Regions from separate parts of the Mus musculus genome. Here region 2 is linked to region 1. Evidence: chromatin contacts called from public HiChIP or PLAC-seq data. All regions are on one chromosome and are shown on one strand. Each heading gives the region's core, a stretch centred on a gene start, on an enhancer-like site or on the middle of the called end of the contact. The rest is flanking DNA. Distances are from core to core; before and after follow the strand shown.

Region 1 (7,616 bases), core at 2,337-4,836:
TCTTCATTTCAGGCTAAAATACTTTTCCTTCAGAATTTTGAAGGCAGTTTGCTGTCTGCTAGTTGCTTACTGTGTTCAGAATTGTTTGTCAGAACCAATCTCATTATTTATTCATTAATTTATTGTTTGATAAATTACCTGCTCTTCTGTCATGAAGACCTTTAGGGTTGGTGTGTGTACGCATGTGACAGGCGTCCTAACATTTCACCAGCATGTGTCCATTTATACGGGGTATTTGTGGTTTATACTGCTACCTCAGACCTTTCTTCTGGAAAATTGTATCTTTCATGAAACCAGGGCCTTTTCGTCCTAAGAACCAGGTTCTTGCTGGTCTTTAGCCCCCTCCTGCTCCAACCCACTGCTTGGCTTTGAAGAAGTTCTCTCTTCTTACTGCTGACTGATGCTAGCGTGGCCTTGAACTGCTTTGACTCCTGGTCTTCCCCGGCAAGTCCGAGGTGGTACCTTTTCTCATTTCTTGTCAGTTGGCTCAGCTTTATAGCGGGTTCTAACTACCTTACAGAGGAATTCCCCTGGAGAGCAAGCTCTATGCTAGATTGAAAGGCCACACTCCCAGAGCTAGGAACTGTAAATCTCACTCCCACCCCCACCCCAGAGAAGACTGAAGAGGTGGCTCAGTGGTTAAGAGCACTGTCTGCTCTTTCAGAAGTCCTGAGTTCAAATCCCAGCAACCATATGATGGCTCACAGCCATCTGCAATGGGATCTGATTCCCCCTTCTAATTTGTATGAAGAGCGCTCATATACATAAAATACATGAATACATTTTTAGAAGTCTGTTTCAAAGAATTAAGGGGTGCTCTGCGATGCTGATGCTATGTGCGCGTGGGGGGGGGGAGTCAATGGGAGGGATGTCGGGGTCCTGAGAAGTGAGAGGTTCTCACGTTCACCAGCATGTATATGAAGCACATATGCAGCCAAAACACTATACACATAAAAAATTAAGTTAAAAGAGAGGAAAGCCTGAGGGGGTACAGCTCTGTGGTACAGTGCTTGCCTATCTGAATATTTTTCTGCATATGTGTATGGCTGGTGTGTGTGTGTGTGTGTGCGAGTGCATTGCCTATGGAGGCCTGAGATTGGGACCAGGTAAGTTCCTCAGTCATTCCCCACTTTATTTACTGAGGTCGAGTCTCTTGCTGAACCCGGTTTTGGCATGCTCAGCTGGTCCAGCTAGACACCATGCCCCAGGGTCCTCCCAAGAGCCGGGGTTACAAGATCCAAGCCCAGATTTTTTTTATTCAGGTGCTGGGGACTGAACGTTGGTTATTACACTTGTACAGCAAATTCCCCATCTACCGGAATTGCTCCAGTGCCCAAACTAACCACAGGAAGAAATCAAGTGGGCAAAAAGTGAAGATGGCAGACACGCAAATAGACCTGTTCTGTGATGTTATCAGAAGACAGATGGTGGTCAAATTCCACAAAGCCATCGAGGGCCATCCCAAAACTGCCGAGTTACTCAGACCCAGATATTACATCCCTCACCTAGATAATTAAGGACATTGTGTCCGGATGTACCATGTACGTACAAGTGAAGCCCAATGGGAGGGAGAGATGTCCAGGAAGGACTCCACAGCCAAGGAAGCACTTCTGAGTAACACTGGAAATGTTCTCGGTGTTGGCACATCCCGTTCAGGCAGGGCAGTGAAGATCTGGAGAGACCACACTGATGACAGGACTGCCTAGTGGGGGCTGAATCTGCTGCCCTGTTTTCCCTAAGCCTCTGGGGAGTCCCCCTTCTGCAGTAGACAATGGCTACCTCATCCTTTCCAGGTATCTCTGACTTGTCTTGTATCTGTCTTTTATCCATTTCCCCAGCACCACGATTGCTCAGGGCAATCCTTTTGTTCTGTGTTTCCTCTACAGAGTCAAGGTTATCGTAAACCTTTTGAGCGATGTCCAATAATTGGGACCTATTCACACCCTCAAACCCTTCCAACTTCTTTATAGAGATAAAACCCATGGTTCCTGGGTATAAGTATTTGTTAGATTTCCATAGATACCTTCTCTGGATGGGTGGGAATCTATCCCAGGTGCACCCCATATTTGGAAGGTCCTTACAGACTCTGCAGCAGACCCAGAGGCCTGTGCATCTGAGTCTGCCCACAAGTTCCAGCCTGGCGACCTTGTAGGGGCAAAGAGGATCCTGACTCGGTGCCTAGAGCCAACATGGAAAGACCCATACCCCGTTCTCAGCACCCCTACTGCAGTGAAGGTCTCTAGTGTTCCCTACCACACCTAGCTAAAGGAGACAACACAGGTCAGTGATAGATGGGTTGTCACCAGGTCCTCTGACTTCCTAAAGACAAAACTAACACAGGCCTATGACAATGGTTCTCCTATTTTGTTTTCTCTGTCTCCTCATGGGAAAGGCTATTAATCCCCATAAGCCAACCAGTAAGGGGTAATTAGAGAAAGTTTAGCCATGGTCAGAAATAATCTTAAGAAATGAGAAAAAAAAGCCGGGTGTGGTGGCCCATGCCTTTAATCCCAGCATGAGGGAGGCAGGTGGCAGGCGGATTTCTGAGTTCGAGGCCAGCCTGGTCTACAAAGTGAGTTCCAGGACAGCCAGAGCTATACAGAAAAACCCTGTCTCGAAAAAAAAAAAAGAAAGGAAGGAAGGAAGGAAGGAAGGAAGGGAGGAAGGAAGAAAGGAAGAAATGAGAAAAAAGACATCAAGAATCTGACAACTGGTACCATAGCAGGCAAGCTGTGAATCTCAGCAGCTGCCCAGAGAAGAAGGAAGAAAGAACCATACTGTTTGTAAGCAACCACTTAGCAGGAAAGGGACAAGGAGACGGTCAGAGGAAGAGTCAAAAACACACTTAGATTCTGGCCAGCAGACAGAAGAAACAGAAAGAAAAAGGAAAAGTTACAAATATTTAAGTCAGTCTTCATAGCTAACTTCACCAGGGTGAGTTTTCTGGGAAGGAGAAATACATTAAATCATTAAAGGAATAATTATTCCTTCCATGCCTTTACCATGGCTAAAGATGAAACTGGCTCCCTGCGGTATGGTATCTTAGCCTGCTGAGTGAACTACTCAACTGGATAAATACTTACAAATAGGGTTGCTTGTGATGTTAGGGTATACCCAAGCTAGAGAGCTAGCTCTCCTTAACTGGCCTCTACAGACCCCTTATCAGGGTTTCCATAACCTTCTTCTCTCTGAAGAGGTGCAACAGTCACAGGAGAAAATGGGAACTGAACTGAAATTAAGAAATAGATACAGTCCACTGTTACCAAGGACCTAGAGATTCAGTTTTGGCCACTAGAAGGGTTAGAAGCAATGAGGTAAGGTATGACTGGAATTTTGGTCACACCCTTGAGTAGCACCCTCTAGGCAAGGGTGTTCATTTAGAAGATGAGAAACCAGAACTCCCTTCTGGGATTTTGCTGGAGAACCAAGGACATTCCTGGTCCTTCTGATTCCCAGGTCTCTACCCCCACTGCCCCCATCTTCCTAATCAGCTTATAATTCCTTTTCTCATCAAAGCAGGAGTGCAGAGTTCTGAAGAGCCATTGGGATCTGTGGCTGAGAGTTCATGGGACTGAGAGATGGATTTACACCGAGCTGCACAATTCACATTGCACCAGAGATACAAAGGCATCAATAGCTGGCTTAACCATGTTCTCATTCCAGTGATTTCTCACGCTCATCTGCAGATGTTTTAGCTCAGATTTTAGTCTTAGTGCCCTTTGTTCTTGAAAAAAAAATTTTTGCTCATAATAGTAAGTACTGCCAAAAGGTGATAAGGTAAGGCGTGTGTGGAGAGGGATCTCTGTCTTTACAAAGATAGGACGGAAAAGCTGGTAAGACGTCATCTTCGAGATGAACATCAGGGTGTAGCTCTGCGCATTCCTTATAAAATTAGCAAGCCAGATGGACACGTTGTTAAAGTTCCTGTTAAATATTTATGTTTGTGCCCAGAGACTAATGTAGCTTCAGCCTTACTCAGAGAAGCCTCTTTTCACAGTGGGCAGGTCACAGTGGGACTCAGGACCGCTTAAAGTGCGGAAGATAAGAAACTGCTAAATGCTCTGCCCCAACAGGGCATCAACCTCCCCCACTGCGAGGCCCAGGGAACTTTGGGGAAGGAGGTAAAAGAGTTGTGGGAGGTAAAGGTTGAGGGAGGGGAGTGCGGCGGGGTGCAGTCTTCTGGACACAACAGGGAGGTTGCAGTGGTGAACACACAGCGGTCATAACTGCCTGCATGGGAAGACTGGGAGGGAGGGAGGGAGGGAGGGAGGGAAAAAGGCTGGAGAGATGGATGGTTGCTCTTCCAAAGGGTTCAGTTTCCAGCAGCCATGTGATGCCCCTTGTATCTCTAATTTCCGGGAACTGATACCCTCTTCTAACCTCTTGGGCACCGGCACACATGTGGTAAACATACATACATGCGAGCAAAACACACATAAATCTGAGAAAAACATTTCTAAAGGAAGGAAGATGGGAGAAAGAGGAGGCCTAGTTGGTAAGAGGAGGTTGGGAGAGGTAGGGAGGTAAGGGGGTGTTGCCGTGAGAGTGGAACAAAGTACATTGTATACAAGTATGATGTTGTCAACCTTTTTAAATTAAGTTTAAAAACTGGGAGGTTATTTATATCAACTGAAAATGGAGTGGCAAACATGCTAAGCTATCATTTTTCCCAGAGATGGTGAAATGTTTTCAAATTCTTGTGTCAAATTGACAAGCAAGCCTATGTGTTTTCTCTGTTTGCGGGGCTGTGTTTGACGCATGCTACTGTTTGCCCCAGCCAAAGCTTGCCATGATCTCACTTTCATTCGGAATATTGTTATGATTTGAATCACTGTATTGCTCATTTGGCTTTCACTTTGAAGACTCATGTTTAGCTCCTTAAGTAACTGGTTAAAGCCACCAAAATGCTAAGCCCCTGAGGCAGCGTTCATCATCAAGTTCTGGCGTGGATTTTTGTTGTTACCATAAATTTTATACTTAGTAGTATCAAATTTCAACATGTGACCTCAACTCAGCACAAGCCCTTTTAGGACGTCCCTGGCTTGGCAAGGTTTATTCTCTTGGTCCCTGAAGTAGTCATGGTCGTGACGGTGATTTGCATGATGTTAACCATTTTGAACTCTATGGTGCTTAGATGTTACTCATGTTCTTCTATACAATGATACTTCATTCAGTGTGAGTTTGGGGCATCAATTGCACCATCTTCCATTAGGTTTCTGAGTCCACCATCAGTAACTGGACCAAATACGTAGACAACAGACAACGACAAGCACCTGAGCTTGTATCCGTGCTGCTTCCTATAGATCGCATGGAGCCATCTCCAGTGGCATCGTGGTCATCAGCAATACCACCAGTGGAGACGGCAGATGAAGCCAGTGTTTGTAGTATTCACGCTGCCATCCATCACCAAAGATTCCACTGAAAACGAATGGTTCTGCTCTCCAAACTTCTTTGGATAGATTTTCCCAGATTCTTTCATTCGTTTGGCTGTTGTCTGGTGAGACAAACCCATTATAGAAACATATCCCTTCCCTCCCCAAGGCATATTATACCTGTCTACCCTTCTGTCTGTATATTGCTTAATAAATTTGCTATCAGTAAATGGATTTTTTTGCCATCAGATATGCCCCTACATAAATAGTGTTTACAGTGGAACCCATCTCAGTTTTAATTTTTTAAAAATTGGGGAAGAGGGTTGAGTTTAGAGGCTAAGAATGAACATTTGCTGATCTTCCAGAGGGTTCAAGTTTAGTTCCCAGGATGCAGGCTAGGCCAGGCAGTTCACTGTAACTCCCACTCCAGAGTACCTGGCCTCCCTGCTCATGTGACACAAAGTCACACATAGATACAGATACATATAAACCTTTAGGAAACAAACACAATGTTGTGTTGCACAATGTTTTGTTGTTGTTTCTCAGCTCTGCTCTGTTGTCTTGTATATATGCCTTTCCAGTCAGTCTGCTACAATCACACACATTCCCACAGATTAAACAGAATCTCGTCAGAAGAAAGCAATCTGTCTTTACTCATGACTCTTTTTAGGGGTTCTGTTTTCCTTTCCTTGAAGAAGCCATACTGGGATTAAAAATATAAGAATAGAAAAGGGACTGTATGCATTTTACCATAAAAATTAATTTTAGGGAAACGGAAAGTGAAGTTTAGACCCTTTCACATCTCGGTTGCTGGTGGAATGCAAATCAGAGGGCTGATGACAACATGCAGTGCAGAATTCGAGAGGCCTGCCTGAGGTGTGGAAACTCCCTTACCAATCAAGTAAGACTAGTGCCCAGTCTACCAAACATTAGCTGCCTGTCGTTTGCACTGGGGCATTAAGACATTACTAAGGATTGATGGATGTATCACTCGCCAAGTCACCTAGAGCGTCCGACGGTGCCAGTTCAGCTCCCCTCGAGGAGAACAGCGGAAGCCACTCATGCCACGAGACTGAAACCATTCTGTGTAAACAGCAACGGTACATGTATACTTATTTTGCACAACATCACCTATAAACCAATGCTAGAGAACTCCACAATTGAACTGCCCCCCCCAAAAACCCTTAAAAATGTGCTCATGCTTATGTTAAAAAAATGAGTTTATTGGTTTCCTCTAAATCTCATTCAAAGCTATGGAGTCATGCACTTTAAGAATTGGACATCCCAGTCGGGCGTGGTGGCACACACCTTTAATCCCAGCACTAGGGAGGCAGAGGCAGGCGGATTTCTGAGTTTGAGGCCAGCCTGGTCTACAGAGTGAGTTCCAGGACAGCCAGGGCTATACAGAGAAACCCTGTCTCGAAAACAAACAAACAAAAAGAATTGGACATCCCTGCTCTAGATGTTCATCGTGTATGTACAGCAGCCAAGACTGTTTCTCTGAGACTGATTATTGAATAAATGAAGGGACCATCACTCAGACACCAAGGAGTGGGCTTGTGATGGCTAATCTTGGTTGTCAACTTGAGTTCAACCCAGAGTTACAATGATCTGAATAAGTTGTTGGGGGAAGCTTTGGCCTCCCAACAGCCTTTTGAGGTCAGACCTGGTCTTAGAAGCTGGACCTGGTGATGTCAGGCTGTAGAGATTAATTTGCCCTGGTGCTCACCAGGGGAGGGGCTGCTACCCCAAAGAGCTCCAAGGTTAGTTCGGGATTCAGCCTTAGCCCAGGGTCCAGCCCGAGTCCACTGGCAGGGACTTGCGATCAGAACTAACAGCTACGTATTTCTAATGTTCTTCTAAAAGCTAGCTCTCCGGCCCCCTGACATGAAAAGCACCTCCAGCCCTGGGTGACTGGCAAGCAGGCCTGAATGACAGCCACATCCCCTGGCTACTGTAGTGTCTGGCAAGTACAATATGTTTGGGGCTTTCCCCCAGTGTCAAACGGTAGATAAAATGGGAGAGAATCAACCATGTATTCACCCGGCCAGAAATAACTGTTCCTGTGTCAACAAGAAACCTTTGTCTGTGTGTACGTTTCCTTCTCCCGGGGAACATTTTGTTCTTGCTGCTGGTTAAAAGGTGGCGACTTTTAGATAGAAGTACAGCAGGAAGTATTTAAGTTAGATAAAAAACCGAGACTACTCGGCCAAATGATTGACTACGGGATTAGGTTCCCAGGGG
Region 2 (7,616 bases), core at 1,624-4,123, 270 kb before region 1:
TCAAAATGATTAAGCCTGCAGCTACCAAAATAATATTAGCTGTTCTCAGAGAAATAACCATAACAAGATTAGCAATTCTCCTGTGTGCCCCCCGCCCTATGCTGAATTCTGACAAAGACCACAAACCACCCTGACCTTGTTGTGAGAATTCCCCTGACGTTAATAGCTGTGATGTTAATAGCTGACCCATAAGTTCAAAATGTACTATTACTTTGCTGACCAAATCATAATAACCCACCATGGGGGCAAGCAAAGTGAGTCACTAGGCCAAAGGGTCAGTTAGTCACTATACAAACCAACCAATGCCTGAAAGGGTTACTTGCTACACCAATGAGAACCCTGTTGCTCAAATCTGCCCCTTACAAAGGTATAAAAAGTGTGTTCTTTGTTTGTTCTGGGTCTCTCCTCTGGCCTGCGTGCTGAGAGGGGAGTCCCCAACATGTTGGATCAATAAAAATCCTCATGCGGTTTGCAGCAATGGCAGTGGTCTCTGTGGTCTTTGTGAGTGAGGGTCTTTTGACAAACTCCAACTCAAGCACAGAGAAAGGGGCCTTGGAAAAGTGGAGGGGCCACTCAGGACACCAAAAATCTAGTCTCCTTCCCAGGGCCAGGGTTTTTTAAAGTCTCCGAAGGGCCTTCCTCCCCTAATTGAGGGCTGGTCAGCTTGAAGAAAGGATGGCTGAGTGATCCACAGCTGCTGTATAGCTGGGTTCTGATTCAGCCTGGACTTGTTGGGCCAGTCCATCAGCAGGGGCCCCATTGTCAGAAAAGCCCACAAGACCTTTGTTTAAGGCTTTTATCTCAGGTCAGGCGGATGAGGTGAAATTGGGCCATCTCAGACATTCACTACCTTAATTATCAGGGCTTCTTTCTGTGTGTCTGTCTGACTATCAGGGAATCTGTCTATCTCCTGGTTCCTAATACCAATGTGCAGAATCAGAGGAAGCAGGTGCCACTCTCACCTATACCCTTGAGACAGGCATGCCTGTAGCCACACTTAGCTTTTTTTAAAATTAGAATTATTAATTTTACATATGTGAGTACCTTGTAGCCAACTTCAGACACACCAGAAGAGGATATCAGATCCCATTGCAGATGGTTGTAAGCCACTATGTGGTTGCTGGGAATTGAACTCAGGACCTCTGGAAGAGCAGTCTGGGCTCTTAACCGATGAGCCAGCCCCCACACCTAGATTTTTTTTTTAAGATTTATTTATATATTTCATGTGTGTGGGTACACTGTCCCTGTCTTCAGACACACCAGAAGAGGGCATCAGATCCCATTACAGATGGTTTTGAGCCACCATGTGATTGCTAGGAACTGAACTCAGGACCTCTGGAAGAGCAGTCAGTGCTCTTAACCTCTGAGCCATCTCTCCAGTCCCCACACCTAGCTTTTTACATGGGTGCTGGGGATTCAAACTCAGGTCCCTGAGCTTGCACGGCAGTTCTCTTACCCACTGAGCCATTAGACTCATATAGATCCTAGACTTACTAGTAACTTTCATGAATATAATAAAGATGCATTATTAGAAGTGTCGTTTTTATTTAGCTTGTTTTTTTTTTTTGAGGCTGGATCTCACATATCCCAGGCTTACTTCAAACCTTAGCCAAGAAGGACATGGAACTTCTTATTCTCCTGTCTTCACCTCTCATCAGGTGTTGGGATTACAGGCATGTGCCACTAGGCCAGGTTTATGGCCCTTAAGAGATCAGACTTAGAGTTTTGTGCCTCCTAGCAAGCACTGTACCAGTGACCTACATCCTACAACCCGGGAGATGTTATTTACAAATTAAAACATACAAGATACAGTTTGAAATAGTCAGCATTTGATAATTCAATTTTATTTTTATGTTCAGTGAATACTGAACTGGTCTGTCAAATGCCCTTTCAAATCTCTCAACACCATCCATCTCTCCTCTCTGCCCCGACTGGACTATGGACTACACATGAACATGGGAACCGTGATCTTTACCCAGTTTTGACTTTCGACTCTTGGACCCAAACATTTTACCTCCCTATTCAAAAACCTGCAAAACGTTGTCTTGGCTTTGAAAATCCTTCTGCTCTGTTTGCTTTTTAAAGCTGTTTGGGGGGACACCGCAGCTGTGCTGGGCACTGTGTACTGAGCAGACTCACGTTAGGATTGGCCACTCAGGCCTGGCCTGGGCTCGCTTGAGGCAAGTCCGCACCGTTGAGAGGGCTATCAACACAATGAAACGGAGGCACCCTTACTCACTTGGTCCCTGGAGCAGCTGCCTAAAGATTGTCTCACCGCAGCAGTCCCCACCCAACAGAAAAACGCTGCGCTAGATCTTACAATTTAGGCTCACTGAGGCTGTGTGTGTGTGTGTGTGTGTGTGTGTGTGTGTGTGTATGTGTGTGTGTGCTGACACCTTTAATCCAGGCACTAGGGAGGCAGAGGCAAGCAGATCTTTGTGAGTTCCAGGGCAGCTAGGGCTACATAGTGAGAAACCCTGTCTCAGGAAAGAAAGAAAATTCCTAAGAGGAACTAGATTTGAGGTTTTACAAGTTAACACAAGTCAAAAACAACCAGCATTATGTTATATACACTTTAATTTTTTTTTTCACACCAAGTGTTCAACTTGGCTTTTAAAAGCTGTAAGAAACATTTACTTTCCATTTAAATAACAACTTAAAATACTAGGGGTCTACAGCAGTGAAGCCGGATTCCTAGTTGTAGTAAACTGCAGTCACCAGCGCGCACACGCGTGCACACACACACACACACACACACCATTTTCCAGAATATTTTTCTTGCTCCCTGGCCATTTTGCCTCTGAGTGAACATTTTATCTTTGAGTGGCTGCCTCTCTCCAAACCATCTTAAAAGGTCCGGAGAAATAGCAGTTCCCACTAGAGGGCTCCCTCATCCTCCTCAGCCAGCAACCCTCTCCACACCCCGCACGCTCGGCCCCCTCCCCTCCCCTCCCCTCCCCTCCCCTCCCCTCTCCTCCCCCCCCTCCCCTCCCCTTCGCTCCCCTCCCCTCCCCTCCCATTCCCCCCACCCCCACCCCCCGCACCGCAGCCCCCACTTTTCCCCTCCCTCGCTCCTCTCCTCGCTCCCCCCCCCCCCCCCCCCCCCCGCCTCATCGGAGTTTTGTTGAGCTGGTCTTGGTCTTCCACTTAGCTGCGTTCGGATTTTAATGACTAATCCGGGGGCTTCTTCAATTTCAATTAAGACAGGCTATTTTAGCAGATGAACTAATTGCCTCCATACAGTTCTTTCCACTCTAATCTCCACAAGGGATGGACAGCTGTCACTTAAAAGCACTGGTAAATTCTGTCCTTAGGCCAGGGAAGCCTGCAATCTGGATTGGCTGCAGGGCTTCAAAGCCAGCTGCTCTGGGTACAGTGGAGGACAAGTGGCCTGGAAGAAGGGCATGGCAACCCAGTTCCCGGGGACTGTGTCCTGAGGGCAGTGAGGCACAATACCATCAGCTCTTCCAGCTTTTCTAGAAAATCCAAGAATCTTGTGGTCCTTCCTAGGCCAAATGTTTGTGTTCGTTTTACAAAAGAACATTATTATCTGTCATTAGTAATTGCTGTATCTTTTGTTTGTTTGTTTGTTTGTTTGTTTTTTCGAGACAGGGTTTCTCTGTACAGCCCTGGCTGTCCTGGAACTCACTTTGTAGACCAGGCTGGCCTTGAACTTAGAAATCCACCTGCCTCTGCCTCCCGAGTGCTAGGATTAAAGGCGAGCGCCACCATGCCCAGCAGTATCTTTTTATTTTGATTTCCTCTCTGACAGAGTGACATTCTCCATCTGGGAGTGGGTGGCACCAAGTAGCTACAGTTCTAGAATCCAAATAAAGAGCATTTGAGTTGGGGTACATTGTGTTTGTGTTTAACTTATTATTTTTTTATTCCCATCTGTATGTGTATGAGCTCATTGTGTGTAGGTGCCCTCAGAGGCCAGAAGAGGGCGCCTGAATCCGTAGCGCCACAAGCCACCCTGACATGGGTGCTGGAAACCCAGATCTGGTCCTCTGCAAGAATGACAAGTACTAGCTGGGCAGTGGTGGCGCATGCCTTTAATCCCAGGACTTGGGAGGCAGAGGCAGGCAGATTTCTGAGTTCAAGGCCAGCTTGGTTTACAGAGTGAGTCCCAGGACAGCCAGGGCTATACAGAGAAACCCTGTTTTTTTTGTTTGTTTGTTTGTTTGTTTTTTGTTTTTAAATAATTAAATAACCAGCACTGTTAACTGCCGAGCCATCTCTCCCCTCTCTTATTTGAGTTTAACAGCACCCAGTTCCATTGTTTCCAGTCATTTGCATGATTGCACAAATGACTCCCAGAAACTCTCCTGTCCACTGTGACCGTTCGCATAGAACAGTGTGACTTGTAACTTAAAAGATAAAATTTCCAGTGCCCAGTAAAGGAAGTGTGCAATAGTGGTGGGAAAACACGTTATAAAGCACATGTTCCAGAAGCCAGCGTGCAGAAACATCCAGCGCTTCCTATGGGCAAATCTCTACGTGAAACTGCTCCAAGGTTGTTTGTCGGGATACTAGGATGGAGGCCCAGGATTGGCAGATCTTTACAGCTTTTAGGAGATGGTAGACTTTCTCTTACAGAGTTCAGATGCTTTTGTAAATATCTATAGAATAAAAGAGGTGGCCAAGTGGCTTGTGACTTAATTAGAAAATTTGAGATATGGCAGACAATTCATAAAAAAACATCATGTTTTTTGGTTTGTTTTGGAGTATGTCAGTGTCTTTGTGAGGGTTTCCAATGCTGTGAAAACGTACACGACCAAAAGAGAGTTGGGGAGGGAAGGATGGCTTTGGCTTCTTCCTTCACTACGCAGTCTGTCGTCAGAGGAGGTCCACAGGGCAGGAATTAAGGTCAGGAACTCAGAGAGAGACCATGGAAGAATGGTGCTATGGCTTGCTCCTCCTGAATTGCTTAGCTTGCTTTTATTACACAACCCAGGACCACCTGCCTAGGGATGGGATCGCCCACAGTGGGCTGGGCCCTCCCACATCATGAAAATGCCCTAGGGACCCACGGGCAATCTGATGGGGGGTTGGGGGTTGGGTTTGTTTCTCTATCAGGGTCTAGGTTTGTGTGAAGTTGACAAAAACCAGCAGCACAATTAGGATTTTAAAACCTTGACCTTTTTGTGTGTGTGTATTTGTGTGTGATTTATTTTCTCATTCCAAATCATACAGTCTTGAACTTAGTGTTAGGTAGCCTTTTGTTGCTGTGAAAAAATACTTGAGCAAAACAGGTTAAGGGAAGGAAGCTGTGTTCTGGCTCAAGGTTTTAGTCCTTTGTGGTAGGAGGCTTCGGCATAGCCAAGAGTGAGGCGACAGGAGCCTGTGCCTGCTGTTGGGTTTCTCACTCTTTTTTTTTTTTTTTTTGGTTTTTTGAGACAGGGTTTCTCTGTGTAGCCCTGGCTGTCCTGGAACTCACTCTGTAGACCAGGCTGGCCTCGAACTCAGAAATCCACTTGCCTCTGCCTCCCAAGTGCTGGGATTCTCGGGTTGGGGTATGTGGGCACAGTGCATCCCACTCTGAGGGTGTCGCTCCCCACCTTCTTTCAGTTGATCCTTCCCGGAAACCCAGCAGACGGACGGACGTACACTTCACCGCACTTGGAGGCATCTCTCAGCCCGATGGAGTCGACAATCAAGATTAAGCACCGTTGTCTGCCCCTCAAGTCAAGTGTGACAGCCAAACATCTACTTAAACCATAACATCACACCTGCCCTGCAAGAAGCTCATTCCTATTTCACAATGCAACCTGCGGCCAGTCCATCTGGAAGGTTCCACATCATCTCAGCAGCTGGCGATTGCTCAAAAACCCAAGTTCATGGTTTCCTCGCAGATCCTGGCTGTGCGCCCAGTGTTTAAAAAGTACACATTGCTTTTTTCTTTTCTTTCTTTTTTTTTTCTTTTTGATTTCTTCAAGACAGGGTTTCTCTACGTAGCCTTGGCTGTCCTGGAACTTGCTCTGTAGACCAGGATGGCCCTGAACTCATAGAAACCCAGCTGAATGTATTTCTAACGTAGATTTCCACAGAGTGAAAATTCCTCTTCCACACGGAAGGATCGAGGCACAGAGATAGAAGGAGGAGCAGGTTCTCAGTTTGGCTGCCTACTGTTCTGGGCCTGTAGTGAGACAACACATCAGGGCAAGTGCACATGGCCTAACAAGATGCCCGTTCACGGTGGCCTGGCAGCAAAGGGAGGAAGAGGTGGAGTTAGGCTACCTTCAAGGCCACCCACTCAGGACTTAACTCTCCAATTAAACCAGCCCTCCCCCCCCCCAAAAAAAAAAGGTTCACCACTGATCTCCTGTGCTGGTTAGCCATTTGTCATTGTGACACAAACTAGAGTCATCTAGGAAGAGGGAACCTTCATTGAGAAAAAGCCTCCCTTGGATTGGCCTGTAGGCAAGTCTGTAGGGGCATCTTCTTGATTAATGGTTGATGTGGGAGGGTCGTCCCACTGGTCCTGAGTCCTGAGCAAGCCAGAAAGTAGCACGCCTCCACGATATCTGCATCAGTGCCTGCTCTACGTTCCTTCAGTGATGGCGCCATCCAAGGGCTGTAAGATGACATACCCCACCCCCCACCCCCAACACACAAGATGCTTTCTTTTGTTTACGGTGTTCATCACAGCAACTTGTTAATTGGAATGGACCAGGCTAGGGCAATTCTAAGGACGTCTCCAGTCTGCCTTTTGGGGTCCTGTGTCACAGCTGCTGGGAAACATGCTGAACACCCATGGGCTAGGAAGTGACTTGTGGCATGGTCACTCTAGAGAAAGCTCAGATCACTATTGAGCTCAGGCCCAGAGGGCTAGTAGGGAAAAGAGGTTATTGTGTGGGGGCCCGGTTCCCTGCCCCCGCCCCCCGGCTTTAAGTCTCTGGTCTTTAGAAATTCTGCCAGGCTGTGGAGAGTGGAGGGGCAGGTCCGCAGCCAGGTGCCCCCGGTGCCCTCCCTGGTCCTGGAGACTGAGCTACATTTCAAAAACCCAAACTCAAAAAGAACGCTGTCAGACCCGGGAGCCTCCTCCATCCTTCTAGCTTTCCCCATGAGCCTGGGTGGGTGGGGAGGCAACTCATCGGCTTGACATTATCCATCTCCTCCTCCTCTACTAGCGTTTTTCCGGGGACGGCAAGAAGCGGTACTGCCTGATGACAGAGAGTGGGCCACTGCGGTGGCAGCTATTTCATAAACAAGCTGGCTTTGGCCTGGAGGAGAGAGAAATGGATCCTAAAAGACTATTTGTGGTTCGCAGCACTCAGGGCTTAAAGGCCGCCTTCTGGCCTCTCTCGAGTTGAGTGATGGAGAGTTGCTTGGAAGAGGGCGCCTGCTGAGCCAAGTGGTTCTGAGATGGATGAAAATGTCAGCGTGTCCACATTGGGAGGGGCTGGGGGAAAGAAGGAAAGAGGCCAAGGGAAATCGAAAGAGCCTCTTCTTGGTACAGTGAAGTTCCTTTGTGAATCGGGAGCCCGACCCACTGTGGCTGGGGGAGCCCAGGCCTGGCCCATTGCTTAGCAATGGAACTCAATGCTGTTACTCGATGTTGCTAAAAGCCATCCAGGTGAAAACTTACAATCGAAGGCAGGTGGTAGGAGGCA

What was found. HiChIP or PLAC-seq counts read pairs in DNA pulled down with a chosen protein or histone mark.
Region 2: a contact with region 1 is called in an H3K27ac HiChIP or PLAC-seq map of embryonic stem cells, with 11 read pairs. The contact joins two enhancer-like sites. A contact is called at or near these places in 1 of 15 datasets of contacts at CTCF or cohesin (the NIH/3T3 cell line), 7 of 484 Hi-C or Micro-C datasets (the N1E-115 cell line, bone marrow-derived macrophages and embryonic stem cells), 28 of 115 datasets of contacts at active chromatin or transcription factors (the SCID.adh cell line, T-cell acute lymphoblastic leukemia, Th17 cells and 12 more) and 1 of 9 other capture datasets (embryonic stem cells).

What each region holds. Positions count from the first base shown.
Region 1 is chr14:76,142,270-76,149,885 of GRCm38.p6, forward strand. No RefSeq gene overlaps it. Among named protein-coding and RNA genes, the nearest start is that of n-TEttc6, 6.7 kb to the right of the region's middle. Within about 2 kb of position 3,587, at least 18 of the 459 cell types and tissues checked have an H3K27ac peak or open chromatin away from gene starts, as enhancers often do. A contact at or near this core is called in embryonic stem cells, where this site is marked.
Region 2 is chr14:75,868,003-75,875,618 of GRCm38.p6, forward strand. No RefSeq gene overlaps it. Among named protein-coding and RNA genes, the nearest start is that of Gm52138, 19 kb to the right of the region's middle. Within about 2 kb of position 2,874, at least 21 of the 459 cell types and tissues checked have an H3K27ac peak or open chromatin away from gene starts, as enhancers often do. A contact at or near this core is called in embryonic stem cells, where this site is marked.